2 separate regions of the Mus musculus genome follow, and region 1 is linked to region 2. The links are chromatin contacts, called in public Hi-C maps. All regions are on one chromosome and are shown on one strand. Each heading gives the region's core, a stretch centred on a gene start, on an enhancer-like site or on the middle of the called end of the contact. The rest is flanking DNA. Distances are from core to core; before and after follow the strand shown. Region 1 has its middle 110 kb from the start of A230004M16Rik. Region 2 has its middle 400 kb from the start of Ccng1.

The links. Hi-C and Micro-C count contacts between places; a contact is called where the count stands out from the background.
Region 1: a Hi-C map of cerebellar granule neurons shows a contact between it and region 2, with 1.7 times the contacts expected there. The contact joins two enhancer-like sites. A contact is called at or near these places in 2 of 484 Hi-C or Micro-C datasets (cerebellar granule neurons and cerebellum).

The regions. Positions count from the first base shown.
Region 1 is chr11:41,596,354-41,599,954 of GRCm38.p6, forward strand. No RefSeq gene overlaps it. Among named protein-coding and RNA genes, the nearest start is that of A230004M16Rik, 110 kb to the right of the region's middle. Within about 2 kb of position 2,233, at least 6 of the 459 cell types and tissues checked have an H3K27ac peak or open chromatin away from gene starts, as enhancers often do. A contact at or near this core is called in cerebellar granule neurons and cerebellum, where this site is marked.
Region 2 is chr11:41,157,747-41,161,164 of GRCm38.p6, forward strand. No RefSeq gene overlaps it. Among named protein-coding and RNA genes, the nearest start is that of Ccng1, 400 kb to the left of the region's middle. Within about 2 kb of position 1,640, at least 13 of the 459 cell types and tissues checked have an H3K27ac peak or open chromatin away from gene starts, as enhancers often do. A contact at or near this core is called in cerebellar granule neurons and cerebellum, where this site is marked.

The sequences.
Region 1 (3,601 bases), core at 983-3,482, 440 kb after region 2:
CTAATATAAAAAAAAATCTTATTTGACTGAGATTGCTAGTGCCTATAGGCCCTGTGTAAGCAAATATTTTAGAGGACATCAGCGTTAGAATTAGGCCTAACGAGACAGGCTTGTCATCTCAGCTACCAAGAAGACTGAAGTAGGAGATTCGTAATTTAAGGCCACCCCAAGCTACAGAATAATTTGAAGGCTCAGGAGACCATGTAGTTGTACAGCAATAAGAGTAAAGATAAATTCATTTTTATCTGAGACCTCACACTAGCCTCATAAACAATGTGTGGTGAAAATATGTGCAGCAAAATAAAATACAAAGTACATATGAAAACATACTGTCAGTAAAAATATTAAAAAAATAAACAGCAACCTATGGTTGTGGTAACAATATGCATTTATCATATTACAATTCTCAAGCTGTAAAAACCTACAGACAAGGAGTTTAATAGGCCTACTCTCCTCAAACAAGCTCTGATGGAGTGCTTGGGTTTCTAGATTTGGGAGGTTGCACAAATCTTTACATCACAGCCTCTCCTCTTCCCAATCTCCGCCCCATCACCACTTCCTGTTTTGAATTTGACATGCTGCTTTCCTAACAAATTGGACCCACCTGGTCATTCAGCCATAACCCAGCACTTCAAATCCTTCCTTTAATGCCATCAGTAAAACCCTCATTATCCTGTGGGTAACAGAGTCATAGGCTAGGGAGGACACTATATTCTGGGAGGTGATGGACACTAATTCTGCAAAAATAAGATTCTCAATGTTTAGATACCAGAATGACAACCTTCCTCTGTTTGTAATTTTATTGTTTGTTTCTATCAGTGCCATGCATTCCCATCAGTCTACAGCTTTGATCCTTATTGACTTCCCATCAGTTAAAATGGTGAGCATCTACAATATTGCCATTCCATGTCCTTCCTCTTGTCTTTCCAAGATCTTTTGGATGGTATACATGTAAACATTTATCTTACTATCACTTTGCTTATTGAAGGCCCATGTGCAGCAAGCTAGAGAGATGGCACAGCACTTGAGAACCATTGCTAATCTTACAAGGGACAGGAATTTGGATCTGAACATTCCTATCCTGTGGTCCACAACTATCTGTAACTTCAACTCCCTCTTTTTGCCTCCACTGGTTCTCATGTGCACATGGGCATACACATAAATCAAACAAAGTAAAATGTAAAAACTGCCACCTCCTTACACTTCCTTTTGTGGTACCCTTTCATTCTGTACCCGTTTCACATAAATTTATAGGATTCATAGATTTATTAATAAAAGGTTTCAGATTGTTTCTCAGGAGTTGAGTATATGCCATGCTTAGGATTTACAAAGTAATTGGTATAGAATATAAAATTATGACTATGCTCAATTATAATATTCAAGACCCTATCTATGTCTACTAAATATTAAAGAAAAATATAGACATGTAGGGGCCTTTCTGGAGAGGTGATTCAGAGGTTAAAATCTCTTACTGTTCTTATAGAAAACCTGAGTTTGATTCCCAGCATGTAGATCTTGCATCCCACAACCCTCTATAATTTCAGTTCTAGAGAACCTAGGACTCTGGCCTGGGCAGGCACCTGCACTCACATGCACTTACCAACTATGAGACAAATATTAAAAATAAATGAATTCCTTAAAACAAAAAGGAGTGACTGAAATTTCATTTTAGTACTGTATACTTTAAAATAAATAAGAATATGGACTCTCTTAGAACCCTAGTGAATGTTCAGTGCCCTGGGCTTGAAATTTAAGTCACAAATATATCTAATTGGATTATAAAAATCCTAATCTGAAGTTGTACTTCAAGAGAAGAGTGTTTTGAATTTCCATTCTTCTCCAAAGAGTATTCAAAGTGCTTTGATTCCTTTGAATTATTTAACATAAAGTATATTTAATATAATATGTAAATGACATAATAATATATATGTTAAATAGTGTATGTAATAACCCTAATAATTAAAACCCCTCCAGTTTTAGGGAGGCAGAAATTGAGATACAGGCATGTTTAGTGCCTTGCTCAGTTTCACAAACCAGTAGATCTGATTCCTGAAAAAAAAAAAAAAAAAAAAAAAAAAAACTTGGCATTGGTGAATTTAATCTCTGTCCCTGTGACAAAACTGCTTTGAATTAATTATTGTGTAACTGGCAGTGATCTTTAGCTTCTGTTCTCTCTGTCTGTGGTCATCTTCAAAGTCAGCAGCGTGTTGGACTGACTGAATCTTTCTGTCTTATCAGATACTGTCACATACGCCTGAACACGGTCAGGGGTGTGACTTATGACGCCTACTGGCTGTAAGTAAGACCAAATATCGTTCCTGACACTTCCTGAAAGAACTGCCTTTCAGATGTCTCCGTCATGGGGGATGAAGGGACTTGCCAATTGGCTAACAAGCAGTCTTTGAGGCCTATGCTAGGTAATAATGTCACAGGAGAAACTTTTCAATCACCTTTACATGGAACAATAAAATAGCAGCAACTTGTATAATACATCATCCCACTGAAAGGATCACTCAGAAAAAGCAGTGCTATTCAACTGGAAAGTGCTGCATAAATAAAGTCCCTTTGCATGATTGGAAATTCTTTACTTACCATGAGCAAATAATTAGAACTCTGTCTGAATGGTTATTGGTTTGATATCCAAATATTCATTTTCATACTGCAGGTCCCGCAAGCCATTTCACTATGACCTGTAATGGCAAATTTCTAGAGCAGTGCTATATTCTATAAATATACTTCACAGAGTTAGAATGAAGCAAGATTATGAACATTTGGCTCCTTGAGAAAGAGCCAAGTGATCCATCTGGTCTACTGGGGTTCTTCCTAAGAAATCTCAAGGGAAAGTCCTTTAATGTGTGGTTTCCTGTTACTTCCATGGCCAAGAAATTAGGCCACCCCTCTACAGGCAGCAGTGTTTTAACAGCATGATTCCTGGAACCATGAAATACTAGACAAGAGTTTCAACAGAGAAAGAGGCAACTGCACCCATAGATGGTAGTGTTCTCATCCCAGAGATGAGAGTAATGACATCTTGCTCCTTAGTCTGTTGTAAGGATCAAGTATTATGTTGTAATAATCAATATTATGATGGAATGAATAAGAATAAATAATCCTATGTATCAAACCTTTCACTGACCTGTTGTTATGAACACTATGAAAAAGCATTCAAGAAAATGCTAGATAAATATAGGAATATCGTGATTCATGAAGGTGCTTCTAGGGCATGGGGTGGGTAAGAGAATGAAATTTATAACCATATTTATCTCTTTTATATTTCATAATGTCACTCTCACTGATCTCTCCAAACTCAAACTTGAGAAAACAGTACATAATCAGAGCATACTTCTAGTATAGGAGGCTTCCATTCACAGAGATTAGGGTAGATTTTAATCAATGCTGAGTTATAATAAAGGGAATTTTAGTTTGATGTAAGAAAGAATTTCCTGACTAAAATTACAGGGTAAACTTCCCAAAAGAGATATTGAATTACTAAGGAGCTTAAACGTAAGCTTAAATATTCCTCTGATAGTATAACACTGAATTTAAATTAAAATTTAGGGCTTTAGTTATGTTTCTTTATCATATTAGTATGCATTGATTG
Region 2 (3,418 bases), core at 390-2,889:
TACCCAATAGAGGCTCGCTCTCTCCCTCCTGGTATTTCTTCTTCCATGGTGGCGTCTTTGTCTTCTTTCCTTTATCTCTCCTTTGACCCAAGCCCTCAAAAACTCAACCCTATGCATTTCTCTTCTGCCCAGCAATCAGCTGCCAGCATCTTTATTCATCAGTCGGAATTAACTTGGAGGCAGGGTCTTAGAGGCTATGTGCAGACTTCAGGTCTTGGGGTCCCCCACTTAGCATCATAGTAGACAATAAAAGACAAAACCTCAACAGTCCATCATCACTAAGTGTGTTTTTTTTTTCTTTGAAATGTCTATAGCTGGTGAACAAGGATATATATTTATGTATATATATGTATGCATGTGTATTCCTCTCTCTATAATCTTTTCCATACATTTATACATAAATGTATTACAAGTCAAATGGATGTTCATGCTGATGCTTCAAACTCTATTACCCCTTGCTTATCTGATACTCTAGTCGAGAGGAATTCAGCACCCCAAACATCACTTGATTCACTGTTAAATTGCATTGTACTGTATATAGGTACTTAAGAATAGTTCATCTAAAATTCAATGGTTAGTAGTTGCATAAAATATTACTTACACTTTACACTTTATTTTAAAGCCTTCACTCATTACAAAAGTCATAGATGAGTCCTTCATCCTGCTAGCTAAACAAACTTCTCAGTAGTAATTCATACTTTTAAAATACAGGCAGATTACTATGTCATAGCCTGTGCCACATTTGAATGTTTTACTACCTATATAAATACATATTAATTCTTTAATTATACTTCAGTTCTTGTAGTTTCCTCTGTCTTTTCACATTCTTTAACTTATGATCTATGCTTGAGATGAAATTTCAGTAGAGTCCCGTTGTAGATCTTCAATGTGTCACATAGGACATATTAATGATTGTGTCACTTGTCCATGATGCATTATGATCCTGCGTTTATATATCCTATTCCATAGTGCATTGTGAACTTTTTATATCCTACAATTAAATTGTTTTCTTTCCAGGTCTTAGTCCAGTGATTATATTAAGTGCTCTTAAATGTGTGGATTGACGATTCTTTGAGTAGTACCTTACCCTAGAGCATGTTCATATAGTTGGGCAGCCTTCAGGCAGAAAGTGAATCTGCTCTTCAGATGGCTAGAAGCAACATTTGTCCTGTTGCCATGTGTATTGTCCAGGGCTTGGAGCTTCAGACTGAGAATGATCCCCAGTATTCCTTGGGCCTCATGCTTACATGTGGTATGCCTCTGAAAGCGGATGGATATCTTTCAGTGTCCTTTCTGTGAATGGCAATTAATAACCAAATGAAGGTCACAGTGTTAGCATGGCTCAAATCAGAACATACTCGTGAAAGCAGTGGGAATATGGCCTGGGACATGCTGCTTTAAACATTGCCAATGTTGTGTTTATTGTATCCCTTTTGTAGAAATGTATTCCTAGTAGCCCCATCTGAAATACCTTTTCTCTTTTGCCATTCTGTTCAATATAATGTTTTTGTTCTCTGTGACCTTCCCTTGCTACTCTGGATCTGATTATTTTTCTCATCTTATTTGTGTGTGTATCTCTCCCTTTCCCTTGTGGTGACCAGGGTGCTTGTTTCTCAGAACACGTCCCCTCACTTGGCTCCTGGCTTGAGAAGTAATTATTTTGGCATTAGCTTCCATTGCCCTGAATTTGCCATCTGTTGCCAACATTACTGAACTGATCCCATTTTCTGAAGTCTGGCAGTATTTTGTATTTTTACTGGCTCTACTTCTAAATTAAATTCTGTCTATCAAATAGCTAATGTGGCTTATTTCTGATATACATATATTCATGTACATGTGTGTATTTATATGTATACATACATATACAAATATACACATATATGTACACATACACATGCACATGCACATTATATACATACACACATATATACATATATAGGCATTCACATATACACATACACATACACACACACACACACACACACACACACACACACACACACACACAATTTGCTTTGAGAATTTCATACCTGAGCAGTTCCTCCCCTTCTTCGCTCTCTAACCCCTCCTGTTTTTGTCCTTTCCTTCCCAATTTCATGAGCTCTTCTTTAATTGTTATTATACAAATATGAATACATGTATACAGAGTCAAATGCATCTATCTATCTATCTATCTATCATCTATCTATCTATCTATCTATCTATCTATCTATCTATCTATCTATCTATCTGCTTGACCACTGGGATTTGGATAAACAATGTAGGAGCTTATCCTGAAAGGAACCTGATTCTCCATTAATGCTTTGTAGCTCTTCACATAGGGATGAGACTATGAGGAATTTCCCTTGTCCACATTGGCATGCCATCTGGTAGTGTCATTATGCCAGTCTTCTTCAGGAAACATTATTGTTGAGATTTCATGGTGCACGGAATACCCTATCAAGTCTCAGTAACACTATGTAGACATAAGCATGCTGGACTTTTTGGCTCCTGCAATCTTATTTTTTTCATACAGCATCTATAATTCATAATATGAAGAGATACATATTTTACCTTTTAAAATCCTATGAAATATGAGGGGAACTAATGATTTGAGATAGTAGCTGATAGCATGAATGTTCATTCATGTATGGGATTTATTAACTAAGGGGTATGTAAAAATTGACTCAGCTGTCATTTCTAAACCACAGATGGCAATGATGCCTGGACAATGAGAAGTCTTTTCCTTATAATATGTCAGCCTTGAGTCTGCCCTATTTTGATTTCTAAACCAATTTCAGATAGTTTATTTTAAATGCCATTTTCTGGGACTGCCCTACAGGGTGATTTTGCATTCCCAGAGCCTCTGCCTTCTGTGCCACATGAAGGCTATTGTCAACTGGCCACATCCTTTTTATTCCTTGCATTGTCTCACTTCTCTGTCATGAGAAGACAGCCTGCTGTAAACTGTAGCAGAGTACCTCTTAGCCTCCTAATCCCCTTCATCTGCCATGAAAACATATTCTTGAAGGCACTGTAGGAGGGCAGTTACAATGCATGATCTTTCATAGTCTTTGTCTTTTTTTCTTTTTTTTCAGAGCAGCCCCAAAGCTGCTTGTTTCCTGGGTGGATGATGCTGACTGAGAGAGGCTTTGTTGATCTGAGGAATTGCTGCCTTAGTCTGGTTTTGTGAAGATGTATTTCATTTGCATTTTAATTGTTGGACTCAAAAAGTGCAAGCGTGAACTCTTGAGAACGCTAGCTTGAACACTTCTAATTATCTCCTTTGGACTTGCTTGCATTCTGTATAGTGTGTCCCTTGGGAATATAGCTAAGTCATTCAAATATGCATTTTTTACTATAAATTAGAATTTGACTATCAGTTTTTATAAAAGCAGTACCTAGCTTTTTGACAGCAAATAAATGGTAAAAAAGATAT